2 separate regions of the Hordeum vulgare genome follow, and region 1 is linked to region 2. A link is a contact called in public Hi-C data. All regions are on one chromosome and are shown on one strand. Each heading gives the region's core, a stretch centred on a gene start, on an enhancer-like site or on the middle of the called end of the contact. The rest is flanking DNA. Distances are from core to core; before and after follow the strand shown. Region 1 holds the start of LOC123432911 (mediator of RNA polymerase II transcription subunit 16). Region 2 has its middle 76 kb from the start of LOC123432895.

Region 1 (4,419 bases), core at 1,006-3,505, 570 kb after region 2:
AAACCCCCCTTATATAGCCCCCCCCAATTCTAACCGCTACAACCATTTTACACTAGACGATACAACCGGTTGCCACGCCGGTTCAACCGATGTTCCTATATTAGCGGAATAACCGGTCAACCACCGCCCTACAACCAGGCCAAAACAGAAAGTTGGCCCTGAGGTGCCACCAGTCTCGACCGCTGGGCGTGGCTAAGTCCCAAGCGGTACAACCGCTTGGAGCACCGGTAGTACCGACTATAATTAATATAGCGGTACAACCGGGCCACCACCGCCCAACAACCGAAGTGAAATAGAGCCATGATCGGTTGTGGACCGTTGCAGGGCTGGTACAACCGCCCAGCTGTTAAGCGGTACAACCGCCCATAGCAGCGGTACAACTGGTTAGTTAGAAAAATAGGGGCTTCCCTCACAATGATGCGACAGAACAAGATGGGTGCAAAAGTGTGTGAGAAGAATTGATTCACCCATAGACTTCCAATGTGGATTCCTTCTTAATAGTACGGGATCCCTACGATCAAAGAGAATAAACACGTAGGGAACACGTCTTCGATCTTTTCAATTTGAAGGGAATACCTAACCGTTTTGTGTCTAACATATGATACCTGCATACTTAACACCCTGCATAGTGAGTTGTCATCATCACCAAAACACTTAAGCAGGAGAATGCCCTTACACATGTGTATATGAGTTTTTCACTAAATCACATAACCCAGGATCATAACAGTTATAGCATAAAATATAAACTATTAGTTATGAATATGAAAACATAATAATACAATATTATTGACTCTATGACATATTTCTAACATTTTCGCCCCAACCCCAAACCCTAACCCCATCCCCACACCGCCCCAAACCCCACATAGAACGCCACTACCGCGAGCGGGAACACAGTTGCATCATTGTCGTCATAACCACTCAAAGAGCAGCAACGACAGATCCATGACACGGTCGTTGCATGTGTGTGTGTGTGGGGTGGGTGGGAGGGGGATGGTGGGGGTGGGGGCGATGGACGCGGGCGTAGCGGGCGAGGCAATGGAGGTTGACAATGATATTCCTTCTATTTCAACCAATGTATCCTCATAAGATGGTCCATGTTAGATCACATGCATTGATTGACTTAAGTGAACCGATATCGACAAATCAGAAGCTGCCATGTGTCCACCCCTACACTCCCAATTTATTTTTCTGTTTAGTTTTAATTATAAAATTATTCAAACTTCAAATGCTTATAACTCTTGTTCTGTTTGGCCAAAATTTACAAATTTGGTATTCCTAAAATCCTTGGAACATGAATGTCCCAAATATATAATTTCAATGGGAAAAGATTACGTCCCACCGGCTGATCCGGTTGATCCATCCGCCGCCTGCTCGTCCGTTAGATCTCGCCTCGATCACGAACCATTTTCCGAAACTGGCTCATTGTTTCAGAAACTAGAGCGTTGTTTCAGGAACGGGGGCTGAAGCTGGAGCACTCCAGGTTCCTCGTCACGGCTCCTCTGCTACCGGGGGACGAGCCTGCCGGAGTCCGGCGAACCGTCGCCGCCGTCGGTCCTCGCCAGCTCGCCGGATCCCCACCTCGCCGACGAGATCCAGCCCCTCGCCGGATCCCCACCTCGCGCGGCGAACGAGGAGGTGTGCGGCGCGGACGCCGACGAGCTCCCGCCGCCGGGGAGCTTCTCTGCCTCGCTGGAGATGCGTCCCTGCTCGCGCGTCCGACTCTCCGTTGAGCATGGATCCCGGCTGCAACGTGACTTTCGTTGCAAAATTTCCTGAAACTCGACCGTTGTTGCAAAAAATTCTTTCGTAAAAATACCTATGTTACAGAAAGACGATTTTTTTTCTGCAACAAGCAAATTGTTTATGAAACTCGATCGTTGTTTCAGAAATTAACGGATCCAAAGTTTATTTCTTGCAACAAAGCGAAAGTTTTCGCAACTCGAGCGTCGTTTCAGGAAATAACTACTCACCATGCGGCGGGGATGTGGGGCGTTAGATCGACATCCGACGGCTAGCTAGGTGACGGATAATTTTTAAAAATCATTCAACGGGTGCGTAGAGTTCCCGAATTTCTATATGGTTATTAAACAATAAACAAAGCAAATAATTCAAATAGATACTTTATAGAAGTTTGATGATCTAGGATCTTGTTCCACAACCTTCCATTTACACCAAATACACAAGCGGAGCCTGAACCAGCGCAAAGTCATTATTTTCCTCGCAATAGCAGACTCTCCCCCGTCCCGTCCCCTCCGCCCGCATCTCCCTTCCCCCCTCCAGCTCCTCCTCCACCCACCTGAAAGCGACGCCGGCGCACCGAGCACAGCCAACCCCCCTCCCCTCACCTCGTCCTCTCGCCACCAGCGACAGCGACGGCCGGTCGCTTCAAATGACCTAAGCACCCCCGCCCTCGCGCCCCCCTTTTTCCTCCCCTTCCCCCGTCCCATCCCTCTCCGTCCTTATGACCTCTTCGTCCCCCGCCCCAAACCCTAACCCCGTCCCCACACCGCCCCCAAACCCCGCACCGAACGCCACGCCCGCGAGCGGGAACGCGGTCGCAGCGTCGTCGCCGCCGCCGCTCAAGGAGCAGCAGCAGCAGAGCCAGGACGGCATCGTCGCTGGTGGCGGAGCGGGGGCGGATGGTGGGGCCGGGGGCGGTGGCGGTGGCGAGGCTGTGGAGGCGGCTGTGACGGGCGAGGCGATGGAGGTTGACGGCGGCGCTGGTGGAGCTGGGGATGTGGAGGGCGGAGGTGGCAGTGGAGCGGCCGGAGGAGCGCAGCTGGCCTCATCACCGGCGACCGTGTTCCGGATCCGCCTCAAGCAGCCCCCCGCGAGCCTCAAGCACAAGATGCGCGTGCCCGAGCTATGCAGGAACTTCAGGTGTGGCCGCTTGAGTCGCCCACTGCCTCCTTGAACCTCCGTCATTCTATGATGAACTTAAAAGCTACCATTATCTTTGTTTTTATTTTCGTGACAAAGGAAAATGTGTAGCGGAGACAATAAGTAGTGCATGAGTTGGGTTTGCTTTGTTTCCCGTGGCCTCCTAAAATGCTATGATCTCGTTTAGAGAAGGGCTAAACACTGTTTACAGAATTACAGTTACAATTTTAGTGAGATCAATCCGCCCTTCCCAAGCCAGAGAAAATTCGGTAAAAATGATGAAAACCACTTCAGGAAATTCACGTATGTATCTGGACGATTCATGAACAGATCTTGTGAAGTTTTACTGGATGTTCTATAGCTAGTGATCCCGAAATTGCTAGGTGGTGATACCGCCACACTAGGCTGGAAGTGGAACTGCTTAGTTAAATTTGGTAATCTTTTGTGGAGTGTCTTTCTTGTTGGAGTGCACATTTATTCCCATGTCTTGGTAATAACTTCGTAGACAGTCGGTATGCTAAACCTTTACAATTCTGCGTGCTTCTTCATGGTTTCAGGAACAATGGGTGCGCTCTTTAATTGGTTTGACCTGAAATGTGGATTACCATATACCAGCTTTAGGTTTCATATTTTTAAAGCTCTAGTTTCATGCACATTTTCCTTGTTGACATATCTGTCTAAATCGCTAGGATAGTGCGCCTAGTCCAATTTGCCCCACGGTTAACTGAAACTTGTAAATTATATCTTTCAATTGCAGCGCTGTTGCTTGGTGTGGGAAACTGAATGCAATTGCATGTGCGTCAGAGACTTGTGCGCGGATTCCAAGGTTAGATATTCCTCTATCTGTTCCCTGAAGTTTACCTTGACCCTCACTTGTTATCGCACCGGAATTTCATTTTCAGACCAAGGAATTTTAGGTGGCAGCATTAATAGCGCCATTTTACTCTAGAGACGCTTCACAAATTATTTAATCATTTCAAGGAATTGTCCATTTACCTTTTTTCTTATGGTTAGGGATATTCTTTCCCACAAAGTAATGTATTGGATTTTTTGCAGCTCTAATTCAAGCCCACCATTTTGGATTCCTATACACATACTGAATCCAGAGAGACCAACAGAATGTTCTGTTTTCAATGTTAGAGCTGGTAAGCATCTATTCATCAGTTACTCAAAATATTCCTGTATCCTCCATACATGCTGTAATTTGATTATTTTTGTTTGTGAAATGCTGTACTCAACCAAAGTATTCCTGTCTCATTGTGTCTCCCTGTAATTACATTCTTAATTGGCAGATTCTCCACGGGACTTTGTTCAGTTCATTGAATGGTCTCCTACGTCATGCCCACGTTCATTATTAGTGGCAAATTTTCATGGGCGGATTACTATATGGACACAGCCAACTAAGGTATGCAATTCTCTTGATCGAAGTCCAGATCAAATAATAATGTTCTTTTCTGGGGAGGGTGTAGTGCTATTTAATTCAACTTTTCCATTGTAAAATAGTCAGTTTTTTTAATCTTCATACATTTGATGCCA
Region 2 (4,518 bases), core at 338-2,837:
ACCCTGTGGCTTTACTTGACGAAGTATATCCAATAGAGTGGTCGTCAGATACGCGTTTTTGCCAACAGTAACAGAAGCTCGGGACTCGAACTTGCTTTGAAGATTTGCATATACCTCCTTCGCAAGAGTGGTCTTACCAAGGCCTTCCTTTCCGACGACAGACACCACCTTAGCCTCGTCTGTGAGGCAGTCAGATGCAGGAGAAGCTCACTAATTGGTCCTTTGAGAGCAATGAGGTTGTGGGTTTTGTCCTCAGAAAGCGGTGGACAGCAAATGGGGGCTGTACTGAGTGTATCACGCATTTGTTGTATCTTGGCCTTGTACTCCTGTATTAGTTTTTCACATGATTCATCCATGTCCTTTGTTGTCTTTTGATGGACCAAAGTTTCCACCTTGCTGACCAGCTCACATGTTTGATCCATCCACACTGACTGCTCAGGAGTCACCGGTGGGCCAAACTTATAGGGGAGATCTTTCTTAAGGCTCTGCAAATCTTTATGCAAATCATAGATAAGCTTCAACTTATCTTCTGTAGGACCGAGAAGGTCACACCACCTGAAATGCTCACACACATTATGGATCCGGCTCTTGAACAGGTCAGTTAACTCTCTCTTTGATGAATTTGTGCCCCCCGGCTTCTCATCAGCCCACTCTTCAATGTCAAAGACCACATCTCTAGCAAACTGCGTCCACAATAGGGCATATGGATCCATCAACCGTCCCCCGCCAAGATTGTCGAAACCTTTCTTTAGTTTCAACACTTCTAGATATAGTTCTTTCGTTACTTTGGCACGCCTCTTCCTCAGTTTGGTGGTGAAGTTGAGCTTACCGAGCAGGGAGTCGATCGATCCTATCACCAATGGTTCATCTACCAAACTGAAGAATCCTCTCTCTATTACTGAGTTCAACCCACTTTCTATCACCGAGTTCAGTCCGCTCTCTGTCACTGAGTTCATCTTGTGTATGTCTCTTGGTCGTCCAGGTGTAGACGCCGCCGACCAAAACCAGACTCGTACAGATAATGTTGCTTGCTCCAACCTTGATTAGGGGAGAAGAACGAACATAACCTTATTGTTTGCAGTGAGGTGGACGCGCACCAATATCAATCTGTCGTTGCTGCCGTTGCTTGCGCTCCTCCCTGGACCCTGATTCCGCCAGCCGCTCACGTCGCAAGCAGCCAATGTGATTCGCGCTGTAAGCCTCTGCGGCGGACTCGCGCTGCCCAGGTGTGGCCGCCGCCGATCAAAACCAGCCTCCTATATTCCCTTGATTGAAGAACGAACAGGACCTTCGCTGCTTGCCGTGACTTGGAAGCGCACCAAGATCAATCCGTCGCTGCTTGCGCTCCTCCCTGGCCCCTGATTCCGCCAGCCGCTCCCGTCGCAAGCAGCCGATGGTTCGCGCTGTAAGCCTCCGCGCAGGAGAAGCGCCACCAGGATTCGATCCGCCGCCGCTGCGCCGCGCGCCGCCGCCGCGCCGCGTGGGAATCAATCAGCCGCCGCCGCTTGCCTGCTCCCGTCCCGATGGTCCCGTGCTCCCATCCGTGATCCCCTTCCACTCATTCTTAATCGAACGGCTGTCCCAGTTTTCTGGTCAAAAGAAAAAGGGCAACGACGTATTTCCGTATATCTCTCGCCCTCACGTATACCCACGACTATACCTGGCCAAAACTCAGGACGGGCCGGGCCTTGGGCCAAGCCTAAAAAAACACCTCATATAGCGATAGAAACTCAAGAAGGACTGTTTAGTTAAAACAACATCAACTCTATTTCTCTTAATATGGAGAGTTATTATTTGTTATATCTATGTTCTCCTTCTCCATTTAAAGTTGCTTAATTCCTTCCTCACCTTATGCTACGACCATCCATGTTAAATAACATTTAATATTATCATGTACCTAAACGGGAGTGAACTAAGTAAGTCAAATATGAAGTTTCGTCAATATGCAACTCATTGCATATTGAGCTTCATTTAATATGTAGTATTTGATTGTTGTGATTGTCATGCCTTGTTTATTTAATTGGACATGCATCATAATTGCTTGCACATCATGTCATGTATATGTTGTGGTGTTTATCGTGTGTTGATTGTTTGTTTTTGGATTGTTTCTTATCGATATAGTTTAGAAACCGCTTCGGGGTGTGGGGATTCGTTCGACTACGTTGACTCGTCTACTTCACGGATTCGTTCTTCTTGCAAGCGGGATCACAAGCAAGATGATCATTTCCCTAGATACCAATACCATCATTGCTATGTTAGTTGTCTTGTTTCTATCGCTATGTCTCGCTGCTTACCACCTATTATGTCAAGCCTCAAAACATTGCCATGAAAAGCTTCTAACCCCTCCACATCCCAACAACCTTTGTTTGAGTATGTTACCGCTTGCTCAGCCTTCTCATAGCGTTGCTAGTTGCAGGTGCAATTGCTTTCATGTGCCAACATGGATATTCTTTTGAATATCACCATATTATTGACATTTAATTTAATGCACATATATACTTGGTAAAAGGTGGAAGGCTTGGCCTTCTAGCTCGATGTTTTGTTCCATCTTTGCCGCCCTAGTTACTTGTGTACCGGTGTTATGTTCCATATTTGAGCGCTCCTAACATGCTTGGGGTTATTATGGGCCCCCCCTTGATTTTCATTTTGGGATAAAACTCTTATAGCAAGGCCTAACTTGGTACTACATTTGCACAACATAATAATAATGAACACCGTTATTAAAACATAGCGCGTCATGAACCCGAGGAGTAATTCAACATAATACAGGGAGGGCCAATGATGATGGTGCTGGTCCTAAATAGAGCACTGTGCGGGGCCAACCCGGGGCAACTCGGGTGATTTCTATGAGGCCGTTATACACTAGCTCATGCGATTGTGCCCTGAGAACGAGATACATGGCTCCTATCGGGTTCGTCGGCATGTCGGACGGACTTGCTGGATTTATTTTACCTTTCTCGAACGTCTTGTGCGCAGGATTCCGAGGATACTTTGGGCTATCTCGAGGTTGATGTCCATCGGAATTTTCGAGGAGACTACGGATTTTCCGTGGTTGAGTTTTATTCCACGCAACTTGTGGTAGTTTGTGATAGACAAGTTGGAGCACCCCTGCAGTGTTAAATCTTTCTGGGAGTTGTGCTCGCAGTTATGTGGCAACTTGGAAACTTTGTTTAACACGCGGTCATAGCAAACTTGAAGTAAACTTAATTAAAATATGCCAACTATGAGTGTAACCATGACTGTCTCTTCTCGTGGCTTCTGCATCCGAAAGAGGACATGGTGGGGTTATGTTTGATGTAAGTAGGTGTTCAGGGCCACTTCGTGATCATGATTAGTTCATATCTGTATGTGTAGATCACCCCCCTTTTACTTCTGATACTCGTAAGTTAGCCACTCACATAAATGCTTAGTGCTTGCTGAAGCCTCACCACTTAACCATACCTAACCCATTAAGCTTTGCTAGTCTTGAAACCTTTGGAAATGAGTTTATTGAGTCCTTGTCGCTCATAGATTACTACGACAATAGTTGGAGGTACACATAAATCGATACTTTCATGTAAGCGTGATGATTGTTCTATTTGGAGTTTATTCTTCTTCATCATCATCAATCATAGGATGGGTTCTAGGCCGGCGGCCTTGGATAGCAAGGATGGACGTCGTTTTTATCATTTGATTTTGTCCATAGTCGGACCCTACTCTTCTGAATGGTGACTAAATGTATGTTTGTACTGAGATGATCATGATTCATGATTAGCTTGTGGCGAGTGTAAGCCAGTTCCATATACTCATATCTTCTTTACATGTACTTGTAATGATGTACATTCTTGCGAAACGACGAGATGTGTTTCGCATCTTGGGCATTACAAGTTGGTATCAGAGCAGTAGCGCCCTAGGAGCCTCCATGATTGATCAAACTTGCCTGAGTCGAGTCTAGTGAAAAACTAGTTTGTGTCTAGTTATATATCGGAGAGTAGGATTCTTTTACTCCTCTTCTATGCTCTAGTTGTTGGGGAACGTCGCATGGGAAACAAAAATTTTCCTACGCGCACGAAGACCTATCATGGTGATGTCCATCTACGAGAGGGGATGTGTGATCTACGTACCCTTGTAGACCGTACACCAGAAGCGTTAGTGAACACGGTTGATGTAGTGGAACGTCCTCACGTCCCTCGATCCGCCCCGCGAACTATCCCGCGATCAGTCCCACGATCTAGTGCCGAACGGACGGCACCTCCGCGTTCAGCACACGTACAGCTCGACGATGATCTCGGCCTTCTTGATCCAGCAAGAGAGACGGAGAGGTAGAAGAGTTCTCCGGCAGCGTGACGGCGCTCCGGAGGTTGGTGGTGATCTTATCTCAGCAGGGCTCCGCCCGAGCTCCGTAGAAACGCGATCTAGAGGTAAAACCGTGGAGATATGTAGTCGGGCTGCCGTGGCAAAAGTTGTCTCAAATCAGCCCTAATACCTCATTATATATAGGAGGGAGGGGGAGGGAAGAGGCAGCCTCAAACCCTCAAG

The links. A called contact is a pair of places that touch in the nucleus more often than the background predicts.
Region 1: a contact with region 2 is called in a Hi-C map of leaf, with 4 times the contacts expected there. The contact joins the promoter of LOC123432911 here to the enhancer-like site in region 2. A contact is called at or near these places in 5 of 6 Hi-C or Micro-C datasets (leaf and seedling) and 1 of 1 datasets of contacts at active chromatin or transcription factors (embryo).

Annotation. Positions count from the first base shown.
Region 1 is chr1H:309,601,345-309,605,763 of MorexV3_pseudomolecules_assembly, forward strand. LOC123432911 (mediator of RNA polymerase II transcription subunit 16) reads left to right here and starts at 2,256. Exons shown (of 16, transcript XM_045115424.1): 1 at 2,256-2,883; 2 at 3,641-3,709; 3 at 3,940-4,028; 4 at 4,176-4,288. The coding sequence starts at 2,465.
Region 2 is chr1H:309,033,639-309,038,156 of MorexV3_pseudomolecules_assembly, forward strand. It overlaps the pseudogene LOC123398785. Among protein-coding and RNA genes, the nearest start is that of LOC123432895, 76 kb to the left of the region's middle. Within about 2 kb of position 1,588, at least 3 of the 3 cell types and tissues checked have open chromatin away from gene starts, as enhancers often do. A contact at or near this core is called in leaf and seedling, where this site is marked.